Linked DNA regions of Sus scrofa: region 1 is linked to region 2. The links are chromatin contacts, called in public HiChIP or PLAC-seq maps. All regions are on one chromosome and are shown on one strand. The core of a region is the stretch at or near the end of the contact, and the rest is flanking DNA. Distances in the headings are between cores, read along the strand shown. Region 1 holds the start of SMPDL3B (acid sphingomyelinase-like phosphodiesterase 3b). Region 2 holds the start of THEMIS2 (protein THEMIS2).

Evidence for each region. HiChIP or PLAC-seq counts read pairs in DNA pulled down with a chosen protein or histone mark.
Region 1: a contact with region 2 is called in an H3K27ac HiChIP or PLAC-seq map of alveolar macrophages. The contact joins the promoter of SMPDL3B here to the promoter of THEMIS2 in region 2. A contact is called at or near these places in 1 of 5 promoter capture datasets (liver), 3 of 47 Hi-C or Micro-C datasets (embryonic fibroblasts, epiblast stem cells and fetal liver) and 2 of 2 datasets of contacts at active chromatin or transcription factors (alveolar macrophages and skeletal muscle).

What each region holds. Positions count from the first base shown.
Region 1 is chr6:85,059,289-85,063,083 of Sscrofa11.1, forward strand. It overlaps SMPDL3B (acid sphingomyelinase-like phosphodiesterase 3b), which reads left to right and starts at 1,351. Exons shown (of 9, transcript XM_003127737.5): 1 at 1,351-1,574. The coding sequence starts at 1,466.
Region 2 is chr6:85,009,001-85,012,804 of Sscrofa11.1, forward strand. It overlaps THEMIS2 (protein THEMIS2), which reads left to right and starts at 1,879. Exons shown (of 5, transcript XR_002344949.1): 1 at 1,879-2,043.

The DNA of each region.
Region 1 (3,795 bases), core at 101-2,600, 50 kb after region 2:
TTGAAGTCTATTTGATTACTAACACTGTGTGAGGTGTTCCCATTGTAGCTCAGTGGTAATGAACACAACTAGTATCCATGAGGATGCAGGTTTGATTCCTGGCTTCGCTCAGTGTGTCAGGGATATGGCGTTGCTGTGAGAAGCAGTGTAGGTTGAAGATGCGGTTTGAATCCTGCATTGCTGTGGCTGTAGTGTAGGCAGGTAACTGCACCTTCAATTGGACCCCTAACCTGAGAACTTACATATGCAGCAGGTGCAGCCCTAAAAAGCAAAAAAAAAAAAAAAAAAAAAAAAGTTCTGCTGTACAGCAAAGTGATTCCATCACACACACACACACACGCATATATACATATGCATTCTTTTAATAAAAGAGTCCTTATTTTTTGAGATATATACTAAAGTGTTTATGGGCAAAACGACATGCTCCCTGGAATTTTCTTTAAATAATTCAATGGGATTGGGTTAGAGTGCAGATAAAGTAAGACTGGCTACGAGTTCATAACTAGGGTTGCTGGAGGATGGGTACTGGGGGTTCCTTACACAATTTTCTCTACTTCTGAATATGTTTATCAATTTTGAATATAAAAGAAGAGGGGTTCCCATTGTGGCTCAGTGTTAACAAACCCGATTAGTTTCCACGAAGTTGGTCTCACTTAGTGGGTTAAGGATCCGACGTTGACTTGAGCTATGGTGTGGGTTGCAGATGTGACTCAGATCCTGAGTTGCTGTGGCTGCAGTGTAGGCCAGAGGCTATAGCTCTGATTTGACCCCTAGCCTGGGAACTTTCCTATGACCCAGGGGCCGCCCTTAAAATAAAAAAGTAAAAAATAAAAAAAGAGATGAAGCCTGTGTCACCTCCTCCCAGTCACCTCCTGTCACTTTCCCCAGAAGGTTAGATCTCTCATCTGGGCTTGTCAAGCCACCTAACACGCTGAACTGCAGTCCAGTGGTTTACTGCCCTCTGGAGGGCAGGGCCTGCCCTGGGCCCCCGCCATTTCCCTGGGACCTGGTTCCTGGCATAAATGAGCAGATGACTCAAGTCTTGTTTCCTCTGTGGTCAAGCATGTCTATCTCCAACTAGCAGCTAAGTTCCTGTGATGGCAAAGGCCAGACATTTAATACTGGTCTGTTTGTTCTGTGGGCATGATACAACACGGAAACTCTGAAGTAGGTATTTGCCTGTCAGCGAGCGACTGGAGTCGGGTGCGTTTCCCAGAAAATCCAGTTGCTGACTGGACTGACATGCTCTGAAGAACTGGCAGGACGGGTGCTGCTTCCAACTTCAGAGTCCAAAGGCCTGGCAGGTGCAGCTCTTTGGGCAAACCCCGCTCACACCCCGCTGGGCAAAGGATGAAAAGTCAGAGGAGCCAGACGCCTCCCGTGATTTGGTACACCCAGTGGCAGGACAGAAAGTTCTGCTCTGGCTCGTGGCCACCAACACCTATTTAGGAAGCCCGTGGCTCGAATGACAGCTCCAGGAGGACCCCACGTTTCCGTGAGGCAAGCCCCAAGAATGAGGCTGCCTGTGCTGCTGATTTTCCTGGCCCACTGGGGAGTCACCAGAGCTGGACAAGGTAGGCACTGCGAATGCCTGTGATCTCTCTGTTTTGTACTCTGAACTTAGGGTTGAGGGCTGCTAGAAACTGCCCACGGAAAGCTAAAAGACTGCTTAAAATAGCAAGGCAGGGAGCTGGGCAGGGAGGCTGGGTGAGAGAGTTAGCGAGTGGTGGGGGTGCTGTTTGAGCCTGAAGATTTTTTTTTTTATTAAAGCAGACTTGAGGAGTTCCCATAGCGGCTCAGCAGTAACAAACCCGACTAGTATCCATGACGTTGCAGTTTCCTTAACTCAGTGCAGTGGCATTATCATGAGCTGTGGTGTAGGCCAGCAGCTGCCACTCCGAGTCGACCCCTAGCCTGGGAACTTCCATGTGCCACAGGAGCAGCCCCAAAAAGAAAAAAGAAAAAAGAAAGTATATTTGATTTACAATATTGTGTGCCAATTTCTGCTGTAGAGCGAAGTGACCCAGTTATACATATATACTTTTCTTATAGAGCCTGAAGATTTTAAGTGGGGGTGACAGCTGGCCCCAAGAGGGACAGTGACATTGTTAAGAGGTGTGGGTACATAAAAGCCAGACAGCTGATAGAGGTAGAGGGTGGCAGGCAGATTCATGAATCATTCAACACATATTGGTTGGGGGCCTTCATGGATCATGGGCTATTCTAGGAACCAGGGATGTGGCAGAAATGAGAAGAAACAAAGTCTCAGTCTTGGTGAAGCATTTCTCCACTGGGGGAGAAACAGACCAAAAGACATGCCAACAAGAAAATACATATTCCAGGGAGTTCCAATCGTGGCTCAGCGGAAACGAATCTGACTAGCATCCATAAGGATGCAGATTCGATCCCTGGCCTGTGCTCAGTGGGTTAAGGATCCCACGTTGCTGTGGCTGTGGTGTAGGCCGGCAGCTGAAGCTCCGATTAGACCCCTAGCCTGGGAACCTCCATATGCCACGGGTGTGGCCCTAAAAAGAAAAAAAAAAAAAAAAAAAAAAAAAGAAAAAAAGAAAAGAAAAGAAAATACGTATTCCAGGAAATAACAAGTGTTATGGAGAATAATAAAGCAGACTCAGGGCCTCGCCAGGCTGACTGGAGGTTTAGGACTGACTGAAAAAATCTTCACTCACCCCCTGACTCCTTCACTTTTAAATGTTTTCTTAGAAGCCCAAATGCCAGAGTTCCTGTTGTGGCTCAGTGGTTAATGAATCCCACTAGGAACCATGAGGTTGCGGGTTCGATCCCTAGCCTTGCTCAGTGGGTTAAGGATCCGGCATTGCCGTGAGCTGTGGTGTAGGTTGCAGACTCGGCTTGGATCCCGTGTTACTGTGGCTTTGGTGTAGGCAGGCGGCTTCAGCTCTGATTCGACCCCTAGCCTGGGAACCTCCATATGCCTCGGGAGCGGCCCAAGAAATGGCAAAAATACAAAAAAAAAAAAAAAAAAAAGAAGTCCAAATGCCAGTGGGCACCCCCTTCCCAAACCCAGGGTCTTAGTGGTTAAGAGTAATCTCCCCTGCCCCAAGAGATGTTTGCTGCAATATTGTTTATAATAATGCTCACAATAATAGAATAGCTGAATAGATTATGGTAAAATCACCAGGCAGAAAAGTTTCAAGAGGAAATATTAAGTAGCATTTATTAAGCACTTATGTGGCAGGCATTGCAAACATTTTTACACAATATCCCTGCAATAGCCTTGGGATTTGGGATTGTCAGCAAGAAAAACAGAGCCTTAGAGAAGTAACTCACCCAAAGTTACATATCTGGTAAGTGTCTTGAGTCTGGACATGAACTCAGGCTGTATGTCTTCGATCCGCATATAAAATAATGTTATATGAAAACAAATAAACACTAAAGAAAATAGCTAAGAAGAGGTAACATTTATTTTCTGAGCACTTACGCTATGCCATGCTTGTCCTAGGTGCCTGATATATGTTGTCTTTTAAAAACAAAAACATATTTGAGGGTGGTGCCGTGGGTTAAGGAATCCAGAGCTATTACTGCAGGGGCTTGGGTCCTGCTGTGTTGTGGGTTCAGTCCCTGGCCTGGGAACTTCCACATGTGTGGGTGCAGCCAAACAAAATAAATAAAAATAAATAAATAAAACCTATTTGAGGAGTTCCTGTCGTGGCACCGCAGAAATGAATCCGACTAGGAACCATGAGGTTGTGGGTTTGATCCCTGGCCTCGCTCAGGGGGTTAAGGATCTGGCATTGCTGTGAGCTGTGGTGTGGGTCA
Region 2 (3,804 bases), core at 629-3,128:
ATTTGTGCCCAGTTTTATCTCCAAAGCCCATCTTTATATTCTTCATCCTCTCCTGTAATTCTAGGCAAAACTGGGCTGCAAAGAAATGTGGCAGATTCACATGGCCTGCTGAAACACATGGGGGAGAGACGAAGAACTGCCATTTCCTCCAGCCTGCTGGAGGAGCAGCAGAGCTGGGTTAAAATCCTAGCATCTCCACTCTCTCTTTGCATGATCTTAGGCTAGTCCCTTCACTTTTCTGAGCCTCAGTTTCCTCATCTGTAAAGGGGGAATGATTTTTGTCTTGCCTACTTACAGGGAGGATTAAACAAACAAGTGAAAGGTTGTATAGGGCCTGCTCAGAGTAGGTGCTCAGAGAATCCCTTGGTGATGCTTCTGGAAACCTGTGGAAATGTCCCTCTCCATCCCATCTGCTCTGCTTAGCCAACCCTCCTTCTGAGCCCGAGGCCCCTTGCATCCTCTGTGTTCTGCTGCTCTCAGCTCTTGCAAACGTCTCTCTCCTTCTTTATCTTGCTGGGCCCAGCAGAGACTCAGCAGCTGTTCACTAGGACTGAAATATACCCTTCGAGGCTGCAAAAACACACACACTGGAGTTCTTGTTGTGGTGCAGTGGTTAATGAATCCAACAAGGAACCATGAGGTTTCGGGTTCGATCCCTGCCCTTGCTCAGTGGGTTAAGGATCTGGCGCTGCCGTAAGCTGTGGTGTAGGTCACAGACGCGGCTTGGATCCCCCGTTGCTGTGGCTGTGGCGAAGGCCAGCAGCAACAGCTCTGATTTGACCCCTAGCCTGGGAACCTCCATATGTTGTGGGAGCAGCCCTAGAAAAGGTAAAAAGACAAAAAAAAACAAAAACAAAAAAAACCCCAAACAAAACACACACACACACACACACGCGCGCGCGCGCGCACACACACATGCGCGCACACACACATGCGCGCACACACGCACACACCGTTTGACCCAGAAATTCAACTTCAGGAATCTAGTGCAAGGAAGTATTTTTCTGTCTAATGATTGAAGAGCAATTAAGCAAATAATTACACAGATAAGTGTAGTAGTCTTCTACTACTTTTAGAGTGACAAAAAATGAAATCGAGCTTTTTGCACAATATCCGTATCATCTCACTTAATCCTCACAACCAGCTCAGAAAAGATTCTTTCCTCCATTTTACAGATGAGGAAACGAAAACTCAAAAATTGAAGTGATTTGCCTAAAGTTATATAACAAGCAAGAGGAGGAGCTGGGATTTAAACCTCAGTTTGACTGTCGAGGGACAAGGAAAAGACTTATCTATTTCTTCTTTGTTCACTGGAAGTGGTTGGTCTCTTTCCTAAGCAGATTTTTAGCTCAAGGAAGAATTTTTCAGGAGAATTGTCCAGAGGGTAGAGCATCCTGGAAAGGTAATGAGTCCCCAGTGAGTAGAGGGCTTGGAGTGTCCCGCAGAGGGATTCAGGCGACCTGACGCTCTACCTCCCTCCTCAGACTCAAAAGGCAAGGCTGCTCCTTTCCTGTGAGACCCAGAACTACTCGGCGCGGGCGGACTTCCTTTCCCGGTTCTGCTGTGAGGACCGGGGGAATGCAGGGGGCGGGGGGGTTCCTTCATCTTCATCCTCGTCCTTCCTCCACGATGGGGTACATCACTGACGACTGGGCACGTGGGGACCAGCTTTTATTTACTCAGAGCCTCTCGGGGGTCAGGTCCTGATTTGGACCCTCCAAATCGTGCCACCAATGTGAGAGCCGGGTCCTGCAAACCCCCCGTAGAGGTCGGGGAACCTGAGTCCTGGAGAGGGAGGCGGCGCGTGCTGGAGCGCAAGGTCGCGGCCCTCACGCCCCTGGGCGGGGCTCTGGCCCCGACTCCGCCCCGCTGGGCCGGCCGAGGGGAGGGTGCAGGGCCCGGCGGCGGCGAGCGGGCCACTCGATCAGGTCCCGCGAGCTGCGCGGACCATGGAACCTGTGTCGCTGCAGGACTACGTGCGCGCCCTGGACCCCGCCTCCCTGCCGCGAGTACTGCGGGTCTGCTCGGGTGTCTACTTCCAGGGTGAGTGAAGGGCCGAGACCCCTCCGACCTCCCGACCCCGCTGCGGATCAGGTTCTCTCTTCCAGAGCGTTAGAAACCCGGGACGCTGTGCCCGGGGTTCGAATCCCGAAGCTGCCGCTGCCCAAGCTGTGTGCTCTGGGGCTACCCTGCAACTTCTTGGGGACACGGTTTTTTGCTTCTGAAGGGGGTTGGCCGACCCCGGTGATGGGACTTCAGTGAGCACAGATACTCAGGGGGGTGGAACCGAACCAAGCTGGGGTGGAACGGCGGTGCGCAGTGCTTGAGGTCGGACTCTGTGGGGTCGCAGCCCTAGGATGTTGGCGACGCCGAGCTTGATTCTGAAGCGACAGGTCAGCTCTCCCCTACATGTGACCTCCCATTCCTTCCCCTTCGACACCTGTCTACGCGGCCTTCCTTCAATCCCTCCATCCCGTCTTTGCTCTCTGCTTGGCTGCTTGGCAATGGATAGTATTTGATCTGATCAGCTCTTCAGGTCTCAGCTTAAATGACTCCTCCTCCAGGGAGTCTTCCTGGGTCTCTCTGCTCCTTGCCTGAAAGGGATTGACAGGCCATGAAGGGACAGGTGGCTGCTCTGAGGGTGAGGGAGGAGCTGTGGTCAACTGAGTGGGGAAGTGGGGGGTGGAGGAGAGAGGGAAGCTAGAGTCTGGGTGGGCTGGTGGGAGGCTACTTCCTTAGAGGGCAAACTTCACACCAGTACCCTGCCCATCCTGTTCCCTCCACCCTCTCCCTTGTTCTGCACCGCAGATCAAGAGTGATACATGCTGGAGGGCCCCTCACGGGAGCAGGACAGGCCACCACACCATAGCATCTTGCCAGGCCCACTTGGGAATGTAATGGGTCTGGGTTCGAAAGCTCTTGTCTCTCTGGGGGCTTCCTGCAGGCATCTTTGATCTATTTGCTCTCCTTCCAACATCCCCCACCCGCTGTGTGTCACAATACTTGGTTTCCTCATTTTGCCTAATGAGAAGTGGTGGGAAGTGGCGGAAGGGGGACGGTAAGAAAAGAGCTAGATGGGGTGTGGGGGAGCTAGAGGAGGGCCGATGGTGATACCCGTGGGGCAGGTGGCCGTGACCGACACTCAGCCACTACCACTCGACACTTGGCAGCGGTTGCTCTGTGCCAGCGGTGGAGGCAAACATCCAGGGCTGAGTCTTACTCTTTTTTTTTTTTTTTTTTTTTTTTTGGCTGTGCTCACTGAATGCAGAAGTTTCCGGGCTAGGGATGAAACCCCTGCCACAGCAGCAACAGTGCCTGGTCCTTAACCTACTGAGCCACCAGGGAACTCAGTTCTGCCTCCTACCTGATATTCTTGTGCTGCCCATTCACCCTTGCCAACCCTCAGCTTCATTGTTTAAGAAAAGGAAATTGTCCTTCCCTCCAGCAGTAGGCATGGGTCTTAAATGCAGCAGCACATCTGCAGTACTGAGCAGAGTGCCGAGCATACAGTAAGCACTCAGCACGGCGGGGGGGGGGGGGGCTGCTGCTCTTACCAGGCCCGAGGTTCTGTATTCCTAACTCTGTGTTTTATGAGCCTGTGTGTATTTTCTTGGGGCTAGAGGTGGGATTTTCATCAGTTTCTCTGGGCTGTTAGGGAGGGCTCTGCTGGGGCTGTGCTGGGAGTGGGGTGGAGTGAGGTGGCCTTGAGGCTCGCCTACTGCATCAGCAGGATGGAGGGCCTGTGCACCAGCCTTGCATGAGAGCTCTTCATCCGGAACCTCTCATGTTCTGGACAGGAAGATG